Regions from separate parts of the Rattus norvegicus genome. Here region 2 is linked to region 1. A link is a contact called in public Hi-C data. All regions are on one chromosome and are shown on one strand. The core of a region is the stretch at or near the end of the contact, and the rest is flanking DNA. Distances in the headings are between cores, read along the strand shown.

Evidence for each region. A called contact is a pair of places that touch in the nucleus more often than the background predicts.
Region 2: a contact with region 1 is called in a Hi-C map of Schwann cells, with 2.7 times the contacts expected there. The contact joins the enhancer-like site here to the promoter of Pipox in region 1. A contact is called at or near these places in 4 of 12 Hi-C or Micro-C datasets (Schwann cells, kidney and liver) and 1 of 1 datasets of contacts at active chromatin or transcription factors (oligodendrocytes).

Annotation. Positions count from the first base shown.
Region 1 is chr10:63,278,542-63,281,748 of GRCr8, reverse strand. Pipox (pipecolic acid and sarcosine oxidase) reads left to right here and starts at 1,310. Exons shown (of 8, transcript NM_001012009.1): 1 at 1,310-1,429; 2 at 2,754-2,902. The coding sequence starts at 1,316. LOC102551552 (a long non-coding RNA gene) reads right to left here. Exons shown (of 2, transcript XR_001840242.3): 1 at 2,817-3,207; 2 at 1-197.
Region 2 is chr10:63,351,667-63,354,719 of GRCr8, reverse strand. All of the region lies in intron 4 of Sez6 (seizure related 6 homolog), which reads right to left. Among named protein-coding and RNA genes, the nearest start is that of Phf12, 17 kb to the left of the region's middle. Within about 2 kb of position 1,754, at least 37 of the 93 cell types and tissues checked have an H3K27ac peak or open chromatin away from gene starts, as enhancers often do. A contact at or near this core is called in Schwann cells, where this site is marked.

The DNA.
Region 1 (3,207 bases), core at 61-2,560:
CCTGGGACTTTTCTCGTCTTCTCTCTCTCACAGAGTGGCTAGACTTCTAACATGGTGGTTAAGGGTCTGAGAGCGAATTCTTCAAGGCAAGAAGAGGATGTTGTCCAAAGGCATGGGCTAGAGTGTGGCCGTCACTGTATTCTACTAGGCAAGCATGTGATGAGAAGACTGACAGAGAACTTGAGGCCATCTAGAATCTGCCAAAAAAAAAAAAAATGAGGATAAAAATACACAGAAAAACCAGAGAATTTAATGAGATAATGTATTCAGAGGCAGATTTACCAGGAAGCTAATAAAACTTCAACCATGGGGCTCCCTAATTGAGCGGTCTCTTCAAAGTCCTGCCATCTAATTTTGCATGACTAATTTTTTCTTTTTTTCTCTCTCTTTTATTTTTAGTGCTGAGTATTGAACCCAGGACCTCAAGCATGCCAAACACAAAAGTCTACCGCTGAGCTGTGCCTCCAATCCCCCCTTTTCTTTTATCTTAAAATGGACCCCCAAATTGTATAAGAATCAGGACCTGCCAACTCTGGCTCTGTCCCCAGTGTCTGTAACAATACCCATTGAGCCTGCTGCCTGGCACAGAAGGCTTCTCTACACATGGCCCCTATGTGTGCTGAGCTAGCGCCTGGCTCCCCGTGTGCCCGAGGACAAGGTCCTTCCTCTCGCCGTCCTTTCCTAGTTTTTTTTTTTCCCCCAGTATCATTTATTCTCCTTTTTCAACAAGAAAGTAAAACACACCGAGAATGATTTCATAATCACAAAACTGCCCTCCCAGTTGGCCCCTGCATCTACTCCCTGACCTCCCCACCCGCCAGGGAGGAGGGCCAAACCCTGGGCATCCTGCCAAGTTCTTAGCTGCCCCTGAAGATCTCTGGAGGAAGTCAAGCTGCAGAGAGGAAAAGCCAGCAGGGGGAGGCAGCATTCCCGGTGCCCAGCTTGGTCTAGGAGGCATTGAAATTCCAGGGCCGAAGTCCTGAGACAAAGATCATAATGAGACAGGAAGGTGGCATGGGAAGGCGCCCATTTGCATGACAATAATTGAGCCAAGAATAGCAAGTTAGAGGGATACAAGGGTGAGGCTGGCAGCTGAGCCGGGCGAAACCTCACAAATCAGTCTACCCAGCTCTGCTCTGCAGGGGGAGGCGGAGGCTGAGCCCCGTGCCAGGCTTTTCTGGGAGGGAAAGAAGGACAAGGACACTGGCCCCAAGGGATTTTGGGAACACTAGCTTAACTGGACTTTGCCTTTCTCCTCCCCCTCTAGCCTGGAGGTGCCTTTGTTTGCCTTCTCCTTCGTGGGTTTTGTGGCATCATGGCTGCTCAGACAGATCTCTGGGATGCTATTGTGATTGGAGCAGGCGTCCAGGGCTGTTTTACCGCGTACCACCTGGCCCAGAATTCCAAGAAGGTCCTCCTGCTGGAGCAGGTACCCTGTCCCATCCCCTTTCCTCTCCTAGGGAGGGCTCTCCAGAACTTGCCGGCTATAGGTGAAGCCAAAGGGCCGGACCTCAGGAATTCTGAGCGCTTTGCGTGTTTGCAGTCACTGCACGCGGATCTTGATAATTCAAAGGAAATTCCCACCACTCAAGAATCGAGAAGTGCCCCACCTCTCTTCATTCTTGCCACCCGGTCTTTTCTTTGTCCAAATGGTAGATCCAACCAGAAAAAGAATCAGTTCTGCTCTGGGTAACCTTAAATAAAGACAGTTTTGCCTAGAGGCAAAGGCTGATGTACCAGCTTTGGGGGAAGCTGTGTTTTCTCAGCCGCTCCTTCCAGAACCTCCCAGGAGCTGCTGTTGATTCTGCCACCTTTGGGTAACAGCTGCCTCTTCACTTGATGCCCTGGGAACTAAGACACAGGTCTTCTTTTCCTTAAAGGAAAAGTGGTCACATGACTTCTGTAAATGAAGGTGGCACTGGGGACCCTGCAGGCCCCCTCAGGGGTGTGGCCTATGCAACCAGTCAAGCTGTGGTTTCTACCTCAGTGGCTTCTTCCTTTCCATTCTGCCTTGCAGCTCTCCAAGTTGGTTACCATTTCCTGGGAATTGTCTTCAATTCCTCTATGTTTGCCCAAAGCCCAAGGGATTCCTGTCACAACCTGCAGACAATCTCCATTTTGTTTCACCCCACCCCCAATCCCAAGGTTGTTCCCTTACCCTGAGTACCTGAAGGCTCAGTGAGATGACATCCTTTTCCATATCCATAAAACCAAGGGGCTAGATTTGCATAATCTGGAAGGTTCTTTCTGATCTTGCTTTTCTGGGCGTCTAAGTGGGATGTGAATACAGTGGACTAATAGAAGGTTACTAACGAAGGGATGTGTGGCTGACTGAGAGGGCAATTTACAAAAGGAAAAACTTAGTCAGTGCTGAAGTACTGCTAACCCGAATGCCTGGCCAGTCAGTGGGCTGCAAGGAGACCTGGAAGGATTGTATGAAAATATTTAAAAATATCTAGGCCTGGTGACAAGGGCCTAAAAATCCCAGTTGCTCAGAAGACTGATGCAGGGGGATTGCATACTCAAAGCCTTCCTGTGCTACCTAACAAGATTATGTCTCAAATAAGAAATAAAAAGAGGTCTAAGGCAATAGCTCATCTGCAAGGCTTTGTGTGTGCAAGGCCAAAGGTTCAATCCCCGGGACCAGAAGGGAGAAGGGACCATGGGAAGTATGAGATGGCTCCTAAAGAACAAAGGGAAGGCTGAGCCCAAGGGCAGTTGCTTCCATTGTCTTTCTTGTCCCCTGCTTCTAGTTCCTTCTTCCCCATTCCCGAGGAAGCTCACATGGACAGAGCCGCATAATCAGAAAGGCTTACCCCGAGGACTTCTACACAAGGATGATGGATGAATGTTATCGGACATGGGCCCAGCTGGAGCGTGAAGCTGGAGCCCAGTTGCACAGGTGGGCAAGGGAGGAAGACCAGGAATGTGGGGGATCTGCCCCTCGGGTGCTTTGAAGGTGTGGTACTGTAAGGCGTGGACTTGAAATGCAACTGGAGGGACACAAGCCCAAGAGGGAGGAGCTGGTCGTGGGGAGGCCTTCTGCTCACTGTCACGGTCTCTCCACCGACTCTGCTGGCCTCTGTCAGCTCAGAGTTCCAGGCCTAGTTAGACCCTATGTCCAAGTCTCCTACAGGTTGTGTTCTGAGAACTTAGAGAAACACCATGGGCAGGTATCTAGAGCAGGCCTGGAGCCATCTTACAGGG
Region 2 (3,053 bases), core at 505-3,004, 73 kb before region 1:
TTCCCCACACAAGCCCTCCTATGGCCTCCTTTTTTATTAGTGATTGCATGCATGACCTGCTCAGTCTGTATAATATTACCCATGTGAGTGTTTTCAGGGCTGACCACTAGATATTGGATAACTGACTGCTGGGCTCTTCCCGGAGGAAGACGACTTCTCTTGATCTCAGCATTCCTTAGCAGGTCTTTCTAAGGGGTCTTCGCCCTAGCTACTTTGGCATATCTATAGTTGTCCTTGTTCAGCTCGTGTTTAGGCGGTCATGTTGGTGAGACTTTATTAGGGTAGCTTCTGACATTACTGAGAAACACGGTCAGTAGGTCAGGTCAGCAAACGACTTTTAAAGACAGTGGGAGGGGTTGGAGAAAGTCACGCTCTCTTGGAAAACTGGACGTGGATTGGCCACTCTGCTTTCGGAGTTGTAATACCATCTATGACCACATAGCGGCAGCAAATCCCATAAAATTGCTGGGTAAACCCCAACCCTTAGGCTAAGCCCCAGAAATAGCTTATTAAGGGAGAGTCTGGCTTGGGTCTAAGAGGTGGGTAGAATATGCCCGGAGCTGACAAGGAGAAAAATAGAAAGAAGGTGTGGCTGTGCCTCTGTGTGCCTTTATGTGAACAGGGAAAGGGGCTGCCTTGGGGCAGATGAGCTACCAAAGCTTGACTTGCCTGTGACTCAGTTTTGAGGCCTTTCCCACCTGTCGTATTCTTAGTTGCTATGTGAAAAAAAGTAGAGAGTTTGAGGGTTTGACTAATAAGAGGCTAGTTGCGATTGGCCGGTGGAGAGGGCAGTGTTTAGAAGATGGGTTCTGAGGTCAGGGTTTAAATGCGGACTATGCTACTTGCTCTGACACTGTGGGCAAATTACTTCTTTGCTCCGTGCCTCAATGTCTTTGTTTAACCAGTGATTTAAGGTATATGCTCCAACACTGCGGAGGTTAAGTGAGAGGCCATATGTGCAGTGCCTGGCACAAAGCACACACCTACCTCTGCCCCCTCCTCCTGCCCCCTCCAAGCTGCCTTAATGTTTGCAGTCGTGAGTGCTAACATCTTACATTTGCTGCGTTTTCTAGTTCCTAAAGAGCTCCTTCTCACCTGGTACCCATAATACACTTGGAAGAAAGAAGGTAGGGTAGGGGCTACTAATCCATTAAAGATAAAGAAAGCAGAGGTTGGGAGAGCCTCGGTACCCTTGTCATACTGTAAAAGTATGGTAGGGTAAGGATTTGAGTTCCTAGCTCCCAAGGCCCTCTGCTTCCTACCTGGCCCCAGTTAATATGGAATCCTGGCCTGAGGAGTCAGAGAAACCCTCGAGTCATTCACCCTCCCTAGGCTAGGCTAGGGAGGACTATGCCAGCCGGGGTTTGGGATGAGGAGCTGTCTCCCTGGGAGCCATAGGCCAGGTGTCAGACTCAGCACCTGTCCTGACATCTTCACGGCAAGTCCCAGCACAACCTGGGAAGGGAGTGGGCTGGAATGATGTGAAAGCAGGGGGCTGGTGGTGGCATCGAGAGGCGCCCCCAGACTCCATCACGGGTAAGTGCCACTTCCCAAGATGAGCTTCCTCCAATTGCCATGACAACCAACCGTTCCCAGGGAGTCTGCACCACCACAATCTGTTGAGTTATTTTCTTGCTGGCGGCTGTTTCTGGAGCCAGCTCCAGTGCCAGAATGCTTGGATGAAGAAGGGAGGGGCGCGTCAGGCACTCTGACTCTCCACCCGGACTGGGACCAGGCCAGAGGAATCTATCCGGCCACCGGCCTGTGTGGAAGCTCACGACTGTGACTTGCTTCATCAGCTTGGACAGTGCCTGCACAGGCATGGGAACCCAGGCCCTCCCTCACTCTCCTGGCACCCTCTTCCTCCAGCCCACGAGAAATGCCCGTGAACACACGCTCCTCCTGTTCCCATCTCTGGGATCAGGGCTAATTACAGTCTATAATTAGGGGAATTACACTCATTAAGGAAAGAGCTGATCATTGACAAAAACTGGGCAGAGGAGGGAGGGCTGCTGGGACAAAGAGCAGGAGTGGGCCAGTTCTCCCAGTCTCTCCTCGGGATCTGCTCCCCCGTGCTAGGCCTCTGGCCCTGTTGCATTCTCCCACCTTTGTCTGGTAGCACAAAGAGGGAACTGGAGTTTTGTGCAAAGGAATTTGCAGCAAGAGAAAAGGTTACTGTGGCATGAAATTATGCCTGCTGCTCACAAGGATTGATGAGTCATTAGGGAGGATGGAGGGGCCGCCCAGATGGTCATCCCTGCCCGGGCGGGGACCTACCGCTGCCGAGGGCCTGGACAACCTCTGCCCACCGTTAAGATCCCTGCTGTCACACCAGGCTGCTCCCCCAGTTTGGGTGGCAAAGCCTTGACGAGTGAATAGACAGGGTCAGAGCATTCCTAGCCCCAGGGTGGTTGCCCACCCATCAGCTCCTCCCCCCCAATAGGGCGGCAGAAGTGGTCCAAGCCAACGTAAGACAATGTCTTGATTGTTCTTACCAATTATTTCCCTGTTAATGCTGGGGGTGTGTGCATGTGTCTGAATTAAAGTTAGCCTGTGCAAAGGATAGAACTGACTTCCAGCCAAGAGAAGGGGACGGGCAAGAAGGACCCCTATGGGGAAGCTGCAGCTTTGCCTCCCTCCCGCATCCCACATCCACATCCGCAGTTGTATAATATAATATATATAATATAATACCGTTTCCTTAACAGAAGGCATGCTAAGCACTTTTTGTTTTACTCAAACAGTAACTTCATAGTATAGATGGTTTAGCCGTAGAGAAGGGAGGGTCAGACAGTGATGGCCCATGAGGAACAGAGGAGGAAGAGTCAAGTGCAGACTGAGAAGAGGAGAGCAGCTGCGGCATTTCATAGGAACATTCATTTCCAGCCAGCATGGGAGCTCAGGCCTGTAACCCTTTCTTCCACTCAGGAGGCTGAGGCCAGAGGACTGGGGTGAATTTGAGGTTAGCCTGAGCTATGGTGTAAGACAAGGACTGTGAGATGGCTCATTGATGAAGGTGTCTACTGCCAAGCCTGACAACCCCAGTTCAACCC